Regions from separate parts of the Oryctolagus cuniculus genome. Here region 1 is linked to region 2. Evidence: chromatin contacts called from public Micro-C data. All regions are on one chromosome and are shown on one strand. Each heading gives the region's core, a stretch centred on a gene start, on an enhancer-like site or on the middle of the called end of the contact. The rest is flanking DNA. Distances are from core to core; before and after follow the strand shown. Region 1 overlaps HIPK2 (homeodomain interacting protein kinase 2). Region 2 holds the start of HIPK2 (homeodomain interacting protein kinase 2).

Region 1 (7,701 bases), core at 4,038-6,537, 130 kb before region 2:
GGAAATAACGCTGCTTCCCAACAGCTCTCGGCTGCTCCGAGCACAGGGAAGCCTGCCCTGTCTTCCCAGCCCAGGTCGGCACTGGCTGCAGCCACACAGGGCCCTAGGCAGTGAGGACAGAGAGAGCCCACGCTCTCGGGCTGCTTGGGGTCCTTGCCTAATAGAATGGGGTCTTGAGGGCAGTGGGATGTTCAGGCAACGTGGCCCTGGGAGGGGTTTGGGAGAGGGCTCCTACAGGCCGGAGGCCCCGGATGGGCAGAGCCCACAGTGCCATGGTGTCTGCACCTCTGGTTCACGAGATACAGGACACAGCAGCATGACCGCCGGCTCACCCCAACCGATGCTGCCAGTCACCCGGAACATGAATGACACACGGCAAGGATCAGGGCCACTCCCGACTTGGGGGTAAATCTGCAACACTAATCAGACAGCACGGGAGAGGCGTGTGTTTCTGGAAAAACGTGACTCGCTTTCTCCGAGTTTTTATTTCGCTGTGTATAAAATGTGATTATTAATCTTGCTTTTTCTCTTGTCTCTGTGGCAGCTTATGAAGATAAATTATGGTCAGCAGAATTATAAAGCAGTCTGAACTCCTTGGAAGCAAGACACTCTATTAGTCCGTGGTATTTCAGAATCACTGATTTTATAAGGTGTACCTGAATTGAACTGCAGGGAAAAAGCCCGTTCCCACAAATACATGTAGATTGAAAGTAGCCTCAGTATGGCCGGGGCAGAAGCAATCAAAATGTAAAATCGTATTTCAGATGGGTTGTTAAATCGTGTGATCCCACTGCGGAAATGAGAAGGCTTGGCAGTGCTGTCACGGCTGAGCCGCTGTCTGAGCTGCTGACCTGGAGTGAGGGGCGAGGGAGTACACGGAAGCAGCCCGGGCCTGAAACAGGCAGAAACAGCCAGGGGGGAGGGAGGGGCCGCAGCCCGAGATCCGTGGGGAGGACAGCGGGGCGGGGGAGGGCGCCTGGGGCGCCCATGTGCAGGGAGGACAGACCACAGACCCCTGCTCACAGGCAAGCCTGCCAGGAGAGCAAGGAGCAGCCCGGCCGAGAGGAGCCGTGTTGTGCAGGGAACGCACAAGGACCGGGGAGAGACGTGAACAGCAAGGCCCCGGCCAAGCTGGGATTCGGTTTTTGAGAGCTTCCTGGGCAAACAGGAGGTGGGAGAGAACGTGTGCTGTCTTTGATCAGGGTGCTAGAGAGATGAGCAGAAGGGAAGACACCCAGGGGACAGAGCGTGGGAGTAAAGCCGGCGGGGTGACAGGACGCGCCCCACCGCGATAGCTTGCACTGTGGACCCCAGCGCTCCAGTGCGCTCTGGGGCACAGTTCCCTGCTGCGCAGGGACAGAGCACTGTGCAGGGGAAACAGGGCGGGCTGGGAGGACACTCCGTTCACGCCACGGCCGGCAAAATGGCTGCAGACGTTCTAGGAGTTCTACCTGGGGGCACCACTGATGCCCACACAACTGTCTGCTGATGAGGTCGTTTTGAGACCTTGACCAGCGATTCTGTCCAGATTGAATGGCCTTTGGCTATCACCAGTAGAAATGTTCAAGACCTTGGAACGAGGCATTGTCTCATTCTCGGGACACACTCCAGTCCACTGGTCATTTCCAGTGTAATGTTAGGGACAGGGTGGCCGTTCTTTTGATTTGCATTGGCAGTGAACATCTTGGCTCTGAGATTTTCCTGGTGCACACTATACACACACACACACACACCACACACACACCCCCGCACACACATACACACACACCACACACATATGCCACACACACACCACACATACACACACAACACACATACCACATATCACACACCATACATCATACCACACACACACACCCCACACATACACACACATCACACACCCCACACACACCCCACACATATACACACCACACCACACATACACACACCACACATACACACACACACCCCACACCACACATACCACATCACACACCACATATCACACACCACACATACACATACACACCACACCACACATACACACACATCACACACCACACATACACACACATCACACACCACACACCCCCCACACCCCACACATATACACACCACACATACACACACATCACACACCCCACACACACCCCACACATATACACACCACACATACACACACATCACACACCACACCACACATACACACCATACCATACATACCACACACACCCCCCACACATATACACACACATCACACACCCCACACATATACACACCACACATACACAGATCACACACACTCCACACATATACACACCACACATACACACACATCACACACCACACATACACACCACACATATACACACCACACATACACACACATCACACACCCCACACACACCCCACACATATACACACCACACATACACACACACACCCCACACATACACACACATCACACACCCCACACATACCCCACACATATACACACCACACATACACACACATCACACACCCCACACACACCCCACACATATACACACCACACATACACACACATCACACACCCCACACATACCCCACACATATACACACCACACATACACACACATCACACACCCCACACATACCCCACACATATACACACCACACATACACACACATCACACACCCCACACACACCCCACACATATACACACCACACATACACACACATCACACACCCCACACACACCCCGCACATATACACACCACACATACACACACATCACACACCACACCACACATACACACCATACCATACATACCACACATACACCCCACACATACACACCCCACACATACACACACATCACACACACAAACCGCACACACATTTTCATGCTCAGTACTCAAATCTAACTCTGCTGCTTATATACCAGAAGAAAAGACTGCATCTGGACCTAAAACTGCATAGACTCCAAAAACTTGGGATGACACTGGTGAGAACTGGAAACCAGTTCTCAGGCGGAGGCCTCTAAATTCGCTGTGACGTGCTTGTGCACATATAACACAGTAAGGAGAACACAGCTGGAGCCGTGCAGCTACCCGGATGATACTGCCTCTGCTTGGTGACGTGAGAAGAGCAGGAAGGGCAGGCAAGAAGAGAAGGAAACAACAGTCAGCTACAGCTCAGTGAGAAACGCTCCAGGCACTTCTGGGAAGAACAACGTCATCTCAGACACCCGCCATGGCTCTGTAATTCCCACCAGCCTCACCCTCCAGCATCTCCCAGGAAGCCAAAGTGGCTGGCGAGGCTAGGCTGGCCTCCCGGTACCCCCAGGACCACAGCACACCACACATGTTTTATCCTGGTGCCTTTGCCAAAGTATGTGCTCAATAAGTCTCCAGAAATGGGGCCGGCACTGTGGTGTAGTGGGTAAAGTCACCGCCTGCAGTGCCGGCACCCCGTATGGGCGCTGGTTCAAGTCCTGGCTGCTCCACTTCCAATCCGGCTCCCTGCTGTGGCCTGGGAAAGCAGTGGGAGATGGCCCAGGTGCTTGGGCCCCTGCACCCACGTGGGAGACCTGAAAGAAGCTCTTGGCTTTGCAGATCAGCGCAGCTCTGGCCATTGTGGCCATCTGGGGAGTGAACCAGCGGATGAAAGATCTCTCTCTCTCCCTCTCAAGCAAATAAATACATAAATATTAAAAAAAAAAGTTGGCCAAAAAAAAAAAAAAAAAAAGTCTAAGGAGCACCTGTCGCCCAGAAACGGAATTAGGACTTTCTGCAAGGTATTTACTCGTGGTGAGTCTCTTCACAGTTACACTGCCTCACATTCTTTTAAAAAGCTTTTAAGTCTTTTTGTTAATTGTGAGAGAAAGCACATATACAAATTAGTGCACAACAAAACCTGTGTAAGTCAGTGAGTTATCAGGAAGCGAAGACCAGTGTCACTGCCGGCCGAGTGGAGGAACCGCATCCTCAGGACATAAAGTCCCTCTTCGTGGTTCTCCCAAGGGGGCCTGGGAACCAGTGCCCGGGTGGGGACAGGCAGGCTGGGCACAGGGGCCAGGCTGTGGGTGTGGACCCAGGCTCAGCTGTGCTCTGAACAGGCCAGCACGAAGCCGGGAAAGATGACAGGCTGTGCCGAGAAGGGAGACAAAGCCTCAGGCGTTCTTTCACATGGTCCTTATCACAGCTCCTCTTGTTGATTGTTTTTCTTGTGCTTTGTTCTTCTGTTGGCTGAAGCTGAGGGTTGATAATGCATTGGAGCTTCTCAGCGAAGCCTGAGATTCTGGGAGGGCCTCCCCCAACTGCACTGTCACCTGCTGTCACCTTCCAGCTTGCTCTGGGGCTACTGCTCTTTGCTTTGCTCTGGGAGGGAATCTGCAATTTCTGTGGATCAATTGCACACGCAGTGTCTCAGCCCGACAATACATTCCTCCCCAGTAGAGTGAAAACAAGACGGAAGGCCAGGGAGAAGGCTGGCCTCTTTCACGAGAGCCTATTAATTCAAGGTTCACCCTCTGCCCCAGATAAAAGCGTACTAGGAAAGTAATATTACTTATGTGCAATGCTATTGATTCAAATGTAAAAGCTCTCATTGCCTTAGCATTTAGCTCTGACTGGTTCAGAGTGAGTGCCTGCTAAACGCTTGTAGATGCATGAATGAACCAGCCCAGGGCAGAAGAATCACAACACCTTCCTTCCCAGGGCTCCCCGTGCACACCCGGGAGAGGCCCCCGGATTCCCTTTCAGATGGGGGACTGTGCCACAGACAGGGCTCTCTGGGGCAGCCGCTTTCCTTACCACGCCCTCTGATCATGGGCTGGTGGGCTGACAGCGGGCTGAGGACAGAGACGGGCTCCTTCTCTGAAGGGGAGACACAGACAGTGCCACCAACCCAGAGGGCAGGAGCCAAAACCTGAGCTTTGAGAACAAGTCCATTGGGGAAGGGGCCTGGGCTTGTCAGAAGGTGAGTTTCCACTGCAGCCTCGTGCATTCTCTGCACTGGACCCCGGCCCTGGTGTCATCGGGACCCCGGTGTCATCGAGGCCCCAGTGTCATCGGGACCCTGGTGTCATTGGGACCCTGGTGTCATCAGCACTCTGGTGTCACTGGGACCCTGGAGTCATCGGAGCAGGCCTCCCTCCTGGGGCTTTCGGTAAGTACTGCGAAAGAGGCGCTAAGATTCCACCTCCGCAAGCTCTCCAAGAAAGCCAGCGTCTATCCCGGCTGGTGGAGGAGGTTCGGCAGTAGCAAGCATAGGACGTGGCCTGTCTCCAAGCAGGCAGGGGTGCACAGGGTACGAGGAGCTGGCGGATGAGGCTGGCCTTGCTCCCTGGGGAAGTGCACAAGGCCCTGGCTTTGCCAGGAGACGACACCAGCCAAAGAGGACGCAGCCTGCCCATGCTCTGCACCCAGCTCTTTAGCAGGAAACAGCCCAGAACCGACTTGCCCACAGCCTATCGTCTCATGGTCAAGACAGCGACAGGGCTCCCCTGGTGGCTGGCTATTTTGGTGGAGCAGGAATTAGGAGCAGGAGAACTTTGCCAAACAAAATGGGAATAAACTCTAGGTTTCCAGCCAAGGGAAGCTTATTTAGAGAAAGCCTTCCAGCTCAACTTGTCCTAAAGGAGCAGAAACAAAACAAAACAAAACAAACACAACAAAAACCTGAAGTTTGCTTTTCTATCTTTGAGTCACAGAAGAAAAACGAGGCTGGCTCTTTACATCGCCCACTAGGGGGTGCTAGTATGCAGCAGACACACCCGATCTGGATCTGAAAACCACCTGGAGGGGACAGGCGGGGAGCTACTGGGAGCGGCTACTGGACCTGACTGTGAGACATCCCTGGCGGACAGAGCGGGGCACAGAAGATGCTTCTGTGTGTAGGAGGGGAGCAGGCTGCTCCCCTAGATGACACCATCGCCCCACGTCCTCATAACTGCTTTTCTCATCCCAGCCGCGACCTAAGAGCTGGGACGCGCACACCTGCTTTCGGAAGGGAGCAGGGCAATGTTCGTTCTGTCCTTGGAGCACTGAGCACTCCTCCAGCAAAGTGAGCGCCCCAGCCTGGGAGTCATGGAGCCGCCCATCAGCGGGGACTCAGAGAAGAGACGGGGGAAGGGGAGAGGGAGGAAGAGTGAGAGGCAGAGGGCGGGCCTGTGAGGCGGATGCCAGGGCCGCAGGAGACCCTCTGCAGCCCCACCAGCCAGTCTCCTGGGAGAGCGGCCCACGGCGCCTCAAGCCTTCCACTCAGCCTGCCCCTCTGGAACGCAGCTCCGACGGGTGCTGTCTCCAGGCTGCGGTCGCACAACCCCAAGCAGACCTACGGCTGCCTCTGCTTTTTAATATAAACATTTGTTTGTTTACTGGAGAGGCATTAGAATTAGAGAGAGAGGAAGAGACGGAGACACACATGCACATCTTCCATCTGCTGGTTCACTCCCTAAATGGCCACAACAGCCAGGGCTGGGCCAGGCCGAAGCCAGGAGCTCCACCTGGGACTCCCACATGAGTGGCAGAGGCCCAAGTACTTGAGCTGTCCTCCACTGCTTTCCCAGGTGCACTAGCATGGAACTGGACAGCAAGGAGTAGCTGGGACTTGAACCAGTGCCCATATAGGATGCCAGTGTCACAGGCGGCAGCTTAACCCATTCCACCACAACGCCAGCCCTCCCTTCAGCTCATCAGCAGGAAGCCGGATCAGAAGCAGAGCAACCTGGACTTGAATTAGTGTTCTGCTATGGGATGCCAGCATCGCAGGTGGTGGTTCAACCTGCTGCACCCACTACAATGGCCACTTTTTTCCCCAATGAGACAAAATTACTATGAACTTCTCACTTGGACTGGAGAAATCTTGAGGCCTTGGACTGTGCATTTTTAATCTTCTTACACCTGTGACACCCAGCACAGAGCTGTGGATACTGGAGGAAGGGGAAGTAGCCACAGGTATTGGCGTCACTGCACAGGCTCAAGACTAGGAAATGCCAAGACTGGTTTCACTACACCCCACCAAGCCTTTTGCCAAGAGCATAAAAAATGCTCAACAGGGGCTGGCGCTGTGGCATAGCAGATAAAGTATACAGCGGGTAAAGCCGCCACCTGCAGCACCAGTATTCGAACAGGTGCTGGTTTAAGTCCTGACTGCTCCACTTCCGATCTAGCTCTCTGCTATGGTCTGGGAAAGCAGTGGAAGATGGCCCAAGTGCTTGGGCCCCTGCACCCACATGGGAGAGCCGGAAGAAGCTCCTGGCTCCTGACTTCCGATCGGCCCATCTCTGGCCATTGCAGCCATCTGGGTAGTGAACCAGCAGATGGAAGACCTCTCTCTCTCTCTGCCTCTCTGTAACTCTGCTTTTCAATAAATAAATAAATCTTTAAAACACACACACACACACACACACACACACGAAAAGAAAATGCTCTACAGACAGGTGTTTGCTGAGCTGGAGTGAGTGCCCGAGTATGTGAAGAGGACCTGAAAACGGATTCTTACTGTGTAAGGAAAGAAGGGGCAGGGAGCAAGCACACTCTTTGTTCTTCTCTGATAATGGGGATTTCAACAGAGAAATCTGAATACAAACCTATAGTAAGCAGGACAAGCTTGGCATAGCGAGTTTGTATCTTTAAAAGACATGTAAGCTGAGAAGGAGTATCTGAAAAAGGAGACTATTTTTTATCTGGATGGGAAGAAAGATGGGGAGAGATGAGGCAGCCAAGGAATTT
Region 2 (7,518 bases), core at 2,480-4,979:
ATGAACGAGTGGATAGGAGCGCTCTCTCTCTCTGCCTCTCAAATAAAAAAAATTGAATATTCTTTTGTTTCAGAAACAGCATTTCTGTCTAAATGTGGCAGTTCGGCATGCTCCACTGAGCATCCAGGCCTTCCCCGGGTATCCCGACCTGGCGTGGTCGCGCCCGTTTCAGCAGTCCCGCTGAAGGGCCTCGTGTGCCATACTTCTCTGGAGAAGACTGCGATTTGATTTTTAGAAGCTCGAACCCCTTAGAAGCCACGTTCCTGGAGAATTCCACAGGAAAAGCCCTGCTCGCTCGGGACGCACACAGGGAGGTGTGTGTGCTGGGACTGGGATCTGGTAACAACCAGGTTCACTGAACGCAGGGACTGCCAGGGTGAGCAGAGGCGGCCGCCCAAGCACTCCCCGGCGCAGGTCCCAGCAGCCCAGCCCCTGTCTCTCTCCCGCAGACCCCGGCCTGGGCTTCTGGCAGAGTGAGGCTGGGCTGGTGGGACCAGAAGACTAGGCAAAGAATGGGAAAGACGCCCAGAGCCGGCCAGTACGGCAGAGGAATAACTAAGAGCACACGGGGACTGACGGAAACCTCCCTGCAGAGAGGTGATCCGGAGGCCACGGGGCCAGGGAGCTGAGCCCCTGGGCAGCCCGCTGACCCTCAAGGCGGACCACCCCCACGCCCACGGCGCGGCATCTGGTGCCAGGCACCGCAAGAACCGCGCGGGAAGAGGGGCCCGCGCTCCACGTGCAGGCACGGGCTCCACCAGGCTGGGGATACAGCGGCCGTGTGCTCCCGCTCGAGTCCAAGGCCAGGTTCCTTCTCCGGGGCTCCCGCGGAGCGCCCAGCAGAGGGAGTCTGACCGAGGTGCTCCGAGCTGCTCCGTTCGAACCCCGGAGACAGCGGCAGCATTCACGGAGCCGGCCCTGGGCGCCGACGGACAATGAATGCCCGACCCGGGTCCCCCCAGCGTCCGCGCGCCCAGCGCGGCGCAGCGATCAGAACCCGCGTCTTGTTTTGTCCCGCGGTTAAATGGACCTTGTGTTCCCCGGAATCAAAGAGGAAAGCCCCTGGAATAACATCTCTCTGTTGCCTTCTAAACAGCCCCTTTGTTTCTAAGAGAGTCCGAAAAAAAATATTTACAGTTGATAGGTTATTTACAGCCTCGCTCTCCAGGGCCTGACGGGTAACTTTATTCCACCCAGAAACCCAATTCACTCGGGGCCCTGGAGCTAACAGCAGATTTTCTTCCCAGATAAGTTTCTTTTTAACCCCCCTCTCCTCGGAGAGAGAAAACCGCTAGTGCGACCCGTGTGTCGCTCAGCACGGCCGCGGCCGGGGCCATGCAGACCCCCGCCCCTCCGATTTGCCATTTCATCCGCAGGCCACCGAACACCACCGGCCGGACTCTCGCTCCAAGTGCGCAGAGGCTGCCCCGGCCACGACCCCGCCAGAGGCACCGGGAGCGCCGGGCGCACGCCGGCCCCGGTCCCTCCTCCCGGCGGCACACGAAAACACCTCCAAGTGCAAAAACTTAGTTGCTCCGGGTCTGCCTTCCGGCCGGGAGCTGACAGCGCGCAGGCGGCCGCGGCGCGAGCGGGGGCGCGGCCCAGGCAGCGCTCGCGCCGCGCGCGCCCTCCTTTCTTCCCGCAGCCGGCGGGGTCGCCGGGCCCGCGCCACGCCAGGTGAGGCGCACAATGCGGGCGCCCCCCCGGGCCGCCCCCTCCCCGCGCGCCCGGCCAGGCTCATTGTTCTGCCCGGGGCCGGCGTGGACTTTCCCCTCGGTGCCCCCGCTCGCCGCCCCGCCGCACGCATCCCGCCCCGGGCCGGGGGCTCGCGGAGAATAAAGGGACGCGGGGTGGGCGTGAGAGCGCCGCGCAGGGCCGCCGCCGGGGCAGGGGAGGGGAAGGGAGAGCCTCCGGGAGGTAGCGCTCTCCGCAGGGGCAGGCCGAGCCGCAGCACCTCCGCCGGCCGCCGGCCCAGAGCGCCGCACCGATCCGCCGAGCCGGCGCCCCCTCCCATCTCTTTTCTCTGGGCAGGAGCCCACCCGCGCACCCCCCGCCCCACCCCCCGCCCCGGCTCTTTCTCCTCCCTGGAAACAGGATCCCGGCAAATGCCGGATCCCGGTCATTTGCTGGGCAGGGGCGGGGGTCCGCGCGCCGGGGCCCGGGGAGCCCACCCCCAGCAGTCCGCGGAGGGGGCGGGGGGAGGGGCTGGAGAGCCGGCGCCCCCGGGGGGCCGCGGGCTGCCCGGCGCGGGGCCGCGGGCAGAACAAAGCTGCGGGGGCCGCGGCGGCGGGCGAGCGGGGTCGGCGCGGCCGGGCGCCCCCTTACCTTCGTACACGGGGGCCATCGGGGCCGGGGTGTCCGCGATTCATGGCAACGGAGCAGGGAAAGCGGCGCGCGAGCTCGGCCCCCTCAGCCTCAGTCGGAATCTGCCATCTTGAGCCTGTGTCTCCGCTCTCGGCGCAGCCGAGGCCGCCAGCGCCCGCATCACCGCCTCACTTGGCCGGCGCCGGGGGAGGGGGCCGGGCGGGCGCGCCGCCGCCGCCGCCGCCGCCGCCGCCGCCGCCGCCGCCGCCGCCGCCGCCGCCGCGGCCCGGGCCCTGCGTGAGGGGCGCGGGCGGCCCGCGGCCGGGCGGGCTGAGGGGCCGAGCGGCCGCGGCCCCCGAGCGGGTCCGCGGAGGGGCGGGAGCCGGGGCGGGCTGCGCGCGGCCAGGGCCCGGCCGGAGCTCAGCTCAGCATGGCTGTGCGCGGGGGCTTCGGCAAAAGTTGCACGGGCGGCGGAGGCGGGGCGGGGGCGGCGGGCGGCGGAGGCGGGGCGGCGCGGCCGAGCGCGAGCGAGCGAGCGAGCGAGCGAGCCGGGAAGAGCCACAGGGAGTCCGCGCGCAATCGAGCGCCGATGGCACGGATGCGAGGCGGGGACGGCCGAGCCGAGGGCAGGCCGGGCGGGCACGGCGCGGGCGGGGCGGGCCGCGGGGCCGGCGCCGGGAGCCGCGGGGCCGGGGCCGGCGCGGCCGCCAGAACTTCGCGTGCGTGCGGCCGGCCGCCGGCCGGGGGCGTCGCCGCCGGGGCGCCCCCCGCGCCCGCGGGATCGGCTCCGTCCGCCTCTGCCAGCCCGGAGCCCGCCCGCGCGTCCCGCCCCGCGCCGCCGCAACTCGGGAGGACTTGTTGAGCCTCCTCTTGGGCGGCGTGTGGGTCGTGACACACCGGTGGATCCCGAGATACGTCCAGCGGATGGCGACCAAGCCTTCTTGTTTAAAGAAGCCCCTGGAAACCGCGAGAGGCCGTCGGCCTTGGCAAGGGCTAGGAACGCTTCGTAGGCCTTTTGTGTCGGTGCTGGCGCCGGACGAGTGCGCTGGGCCGTAATGGAGTCGTATGGCCCGCTACGCCGTGCAAGGTGCTTACAAGCAAGCCCAGTGTTTCCTCAGCGCGTGGGAACCCCCGCGGCCAGGGCTCCGCCGGAAGGCGGGCGCGCGCCCTGCTCACCTGCTGCCCCCTGAACCTCTGGCGCCCTGGCCCACGGGCTCCCGGCCTCCTGGCCGGCTGCGGCTGCAAGGGACCTTTCAGAGTTGAGAGGAGGCCTGGAGAAGGCAGGGGTATGGCCCACGGCCGCCCGGTGCCGGGCCGGCGGGATTCGACCTCAGCTCCCGCTCCATTCCTGCAGCCCTTAACTGGCCTCCGGCGGTCGGGACCTGGCCGCGCGCCTCCTCCGCACCTCCATCTGCATCCGGCTCGGACCCTGCCGTCCAGGCTCCTGCGTGCAGGGCTGTTTCCCAGCTCCTTGGCTGTTAACCAAGGCAGGCAGGTCCCGACTTACCTCTCCCGGGCACCCGAGTTCAGCGAGTCCCTGCCTCTCCGGCCAGACTGGTTTCCTTGTGGTCCTCTGCCAGCCTTGCCCATCTGCCTTTGCCCAAACTGTCACTTTTCCACCAGGAATGCCCTCTCTCTGTAACCAGAGTCTACCTAGGCCTGCCTCACTTGCTCCAGAGGGCAGCCTGAGGCAGCACAAGACAGGGCTGGGCTAGGATTCCAGCTCTTGGTAGCTGTGAGCGCCTGGCCGCACTGCCTGACTTCTCTCAGGCCCTGTCTCGGCATCTTGAACGTAGAGAGCGTAGCAATGACACAGTTCTCTCCTAGCACCTGTGCTTCTCCATCGCAGCTGTTACCATCACAAGCGTGTGCCCACCTATTTATCTGCGCTTTTCCAGTGCCCATCGACAGAACTTTCTAGTCAGGGCAGTGTAGCCGCGTTGGCTGTTGAGCACATGAAATGTCACTGATGGTCTAAATTCTAAGTTCTAGTGCCTACTTGTGGCTACCATATCAGGCACTGCACCTGTAGCCCATGAGCTCAGTGAGAGCAAAAGCCATGTGTACCTGGCTTGTATTGTCTCCCTGGCAACTACACACTGGACAGCACATTGAGGGGCTGCACAACTGTTGGGTAAGTGACACATGCTCACCTGTGTCAGTCACAGTCCTAGGAACCTGATGAAGACATCATCTACTCCTTCCGGTGGGTCCTGGGCTGGGCTCACGTTGGAGAGGGTTTGTGTAGTCCTGTACTATACAAACGGGGGTTCAGTGAGGGGGTTACTTGTACACCTCTTTGTGACCAGCCCCATGGATCTGTGTCTCTTCTCCCCCTGTGGCTGTCCCCACCCCAGATGGCTGACTTCCTCTTCCGTGCAGGGACTCTGGGTTGGCAGCCTCTCGGGGCAGGGCCCAGGGTGTGCTCTCTTGGGTGCCCCTCAGCTCCGCATTGATCCGTGTCCAGTAACTGCCTCTAACTCTGTCCCAGCTGCTGTCTACCTGGAAGTGATTCTGAGCGGTCCCACTTTCTGGAACACCCTCAGCTCCCGCTCCAGAAACGTACATGACAATGGAGATGACTTTGTCGGCTGAAAAAGCCAAGGGTGGTCCCCTTCCCACGGGCAGGAGTCCCGCGCTGGGGAACAAGATGGAGCCACACGGGTGGACGCTGCAGTCCTCTTCAGCCCACTGTGACTAATGCGATCTCTGTGATGCAGTGCTTCGGTAAAACAACACTGAGCAAGCAAACTTGGTGTCAAATAGATGGAAAAAATATTACGGAAATGAATTTAGATTTTTCTTTCAGTTCTTGGCAGCCTGAGCACACCAATTGTCTCCCTTTCCTGTTGGTAAGGCAATCAGGTGGGCGCAAAGTCCGACCCTAACGGTGAATTCCCTGGAGGAGGGGCAGGCACTGTGGTGCTGCAGGCTGAACCGCTGCCCCAGGGCTGCCCACAGCCCACATCAGAGTGCCTGGTTGGGTTCTGGCTGCTCTGCTTCTGACCCGGCTTTCTGCTGATGCGCCTGGGAAGACAGAGGAAGATGGCTCAAGTATCGTGGGAGACCAGACGGAGTTGCAGGCTTCCGTCTTCAGCCTTGCCCAGACCTGGTCGATGCAGGCATTTGGAGGGTGAACCAGCACCCTGTCTCTGTCTCTGTCTCTGTCTCTGTCTCTGTCTCTGTCTCTCTCTCTGTTACTATGTCTTTCAGATAAATAAATCTTAGAGACAAGAAGAAATGCACTGACGAGAAGGTATGAAAGCAGGTCAGTGAGAGGACCCCAGACAGCCCTGGGGCTCGGCAGGAATCGGACTGGGGAGAGGGAGAAAGCTTGGAGAGGCAGAGGGCAGAGGAGGAGAGCAGCTGGGACAGGGTGGGACCCCGATATCCCAGGGCAAGGAGCGTTGCAGGAATAGCCAACCGTGCTGTGAACCACTGAGCAATCACATGGGATAAATACGGAAAAGCATATAGCAGCAAGAGGTACATTAGTGACTTTGATGAGACTGATTTCAAGGGAACCCTAGGGCTCTTCAATTCTGCCTTTTGATAGGGGAACACAGAGTGGGACGGGGAGGGCTGCACAGGCACCAGCAGAGGGCACTGGCGAGCATTCCGGGTAGAGCAAGCAAAGCCAAGCCAAGGCACTGATGTGGGTCCCCACGCTCTCCCATTTGGCTACGATACTATGCGTTATATTTTATTCATCTAATAACACATTAGAACTTAGTATTCTGAAGAAGTTTCCGGGGCCAGTGCTATAGCGTGGCGGGTAAAGCCGGCACCTGTAGCGCCGGCATCCCACATGGGCGCCGGTTCGAGTTCCAGCTGCTCCACTTCTGATCCAGCTCTCTGCTGTGGCCTGCAAAAGCAGCAGAAGATGGCACAAGTGCTTGGGCCCCTGCACCCATGTGGGAGATCCAGAAGAAGCTCCAGGCTTCTGGCTTCAACCTGGCCCAGCTCCAGCCATTGCGGCCATCTGGAGAGTGAACCAGTGGATGGAAGACCTCTCTCTCTCTCTCTCTGCCTCTGCCTCTTCTCTCTCTGTGTAACTCTTTCAAGTAAAATAAATAAATCTTAAAAAAATAAGTTTGTAAGCAATTTAATAGGTCAGCTTTTTTGTGGTCTATAGAATGCTAGATTGCTAAAATCCTGTTTGGCTTCAGGGTGCTTTGAGAGACAAGGATAATGCAAGATAACTAGAAAGGATTTGGTGAACACCTATGCACGTTACCTCTTCTTAGTCTGTCTCCACAGAAGGGCACAAGTCGCACCTTTCCCAGGAGTCGGTCAGCAGACGTGGGAGAACTTTGATCTTGTTTCCAGTTAGCTTTGCATACGGGGCAGGCAACAAAGCCTTTTCTTCATGAAAGCCGAGGGTTGTGAAAATGCACATTACACTGTCTTCAGGGTCAAAGATGGAGATCTTTCTCTTTCTGGTGCAGAGAGCTGTGTGTGTCTTGCTGTTAGTCTTGGCATGTTCACAGCACAGGGACTGAGCAGGTGCATGTTATTTTGGTGTGGTATCTGTTGCTCCTGTTTTCCTGACAGATCCAGACTTCTCTGTCTGGGCCTGTAGTCTCTTGAGGCTATGCCTGGCGAGGCAGTTCTCTGTCTGAAATTCTGGCTTCCCAGGCTCCGTCTCTTTTGATCCTTACATTGTCTCTGTCTTCTCTTTCTGATCATGTGTGTGCCTCATTTCCTTTTCCTCTCTATCTTTTCATCTTTCCCACACATTCTTTTTTTAAAAAAAGATTTATTTATGTATTTTAAAGTCAGCGTTACACAGAGAGAGGGGGAGAGAGGGAGAGGGAGAGGGGGAGGTGAGGGAGAGGGGGAGGTGAGGGAGAGGGAGAGGTGAGGTAGAGGTGAGGAAGAGGGAGAGGGAGAGGGAGCGGTCTTCCATCTGAGGGTTCACTCCCCAGACAGCTGCAATGGCTGGAGCTGGGCAGATCCAAAGCCAAGAGCCAGGAGTCAGGAGCTTTCTCTGGGTCTCCCATGCAGTGCAGGAGCCTAGGGACTTGCACCATCTTCTACTGCTTTCCCAGGCCACAGCAGAGAGCTGGATCAGAAGTGGAGCAGCTGGGACTCGAACTGGCTACCGTATGGGATGCCGGCACTGCATTCTGCGGCTTTACCCGCTACACCACAGCACCGACCCCTTCCACACATTATTTCTCTTCGCCTTCTCCTTTGCTTTTTTCTGTTTCT

What was found. Hi-C and Micro-C count contacts between places; a contact is called where the count stands out from the background.
Region 1: a contact with region 2 is called in a Micro-C map of ear pinna, with 2.6 times the contacts expected there. The contact joins the enhancer-like site here to the promoter of HIPK2 in region 2. A contact is called at or near these places in 2 of 6 Hi-C or Micro-C datasets (ear pinna and an unstated tissue).

Annotation. Positions count from the first base shown.
Region 1 is chr3:184,391,962-184,399,662 of mOryCun1.1, reverse strand. The region is part of intron 2 of HIPK2 (homeodomain interacting protein kinase 2); the gene reads right to left. Among named protein-coding and RNA genes, the nearest start is that of CLEC2L, 94 kb to the left of the region's middle. Within about 2 kb of position 5,287, at least 1 of the 8 cell types and tissues checked has an H3K27ac peak or open chromatin away from gene starts, as enhancers often do.
Region 2 is chr3:184,256,211-184,263,728 of mOryCun1.1, reverse strand. HIPK2 (homeodomain interacting protein kinase 2) reads right to left here and starts at 3,729. Exons shown (of 15, transcript XM_070071416.1): 1 at 3,481-3,729.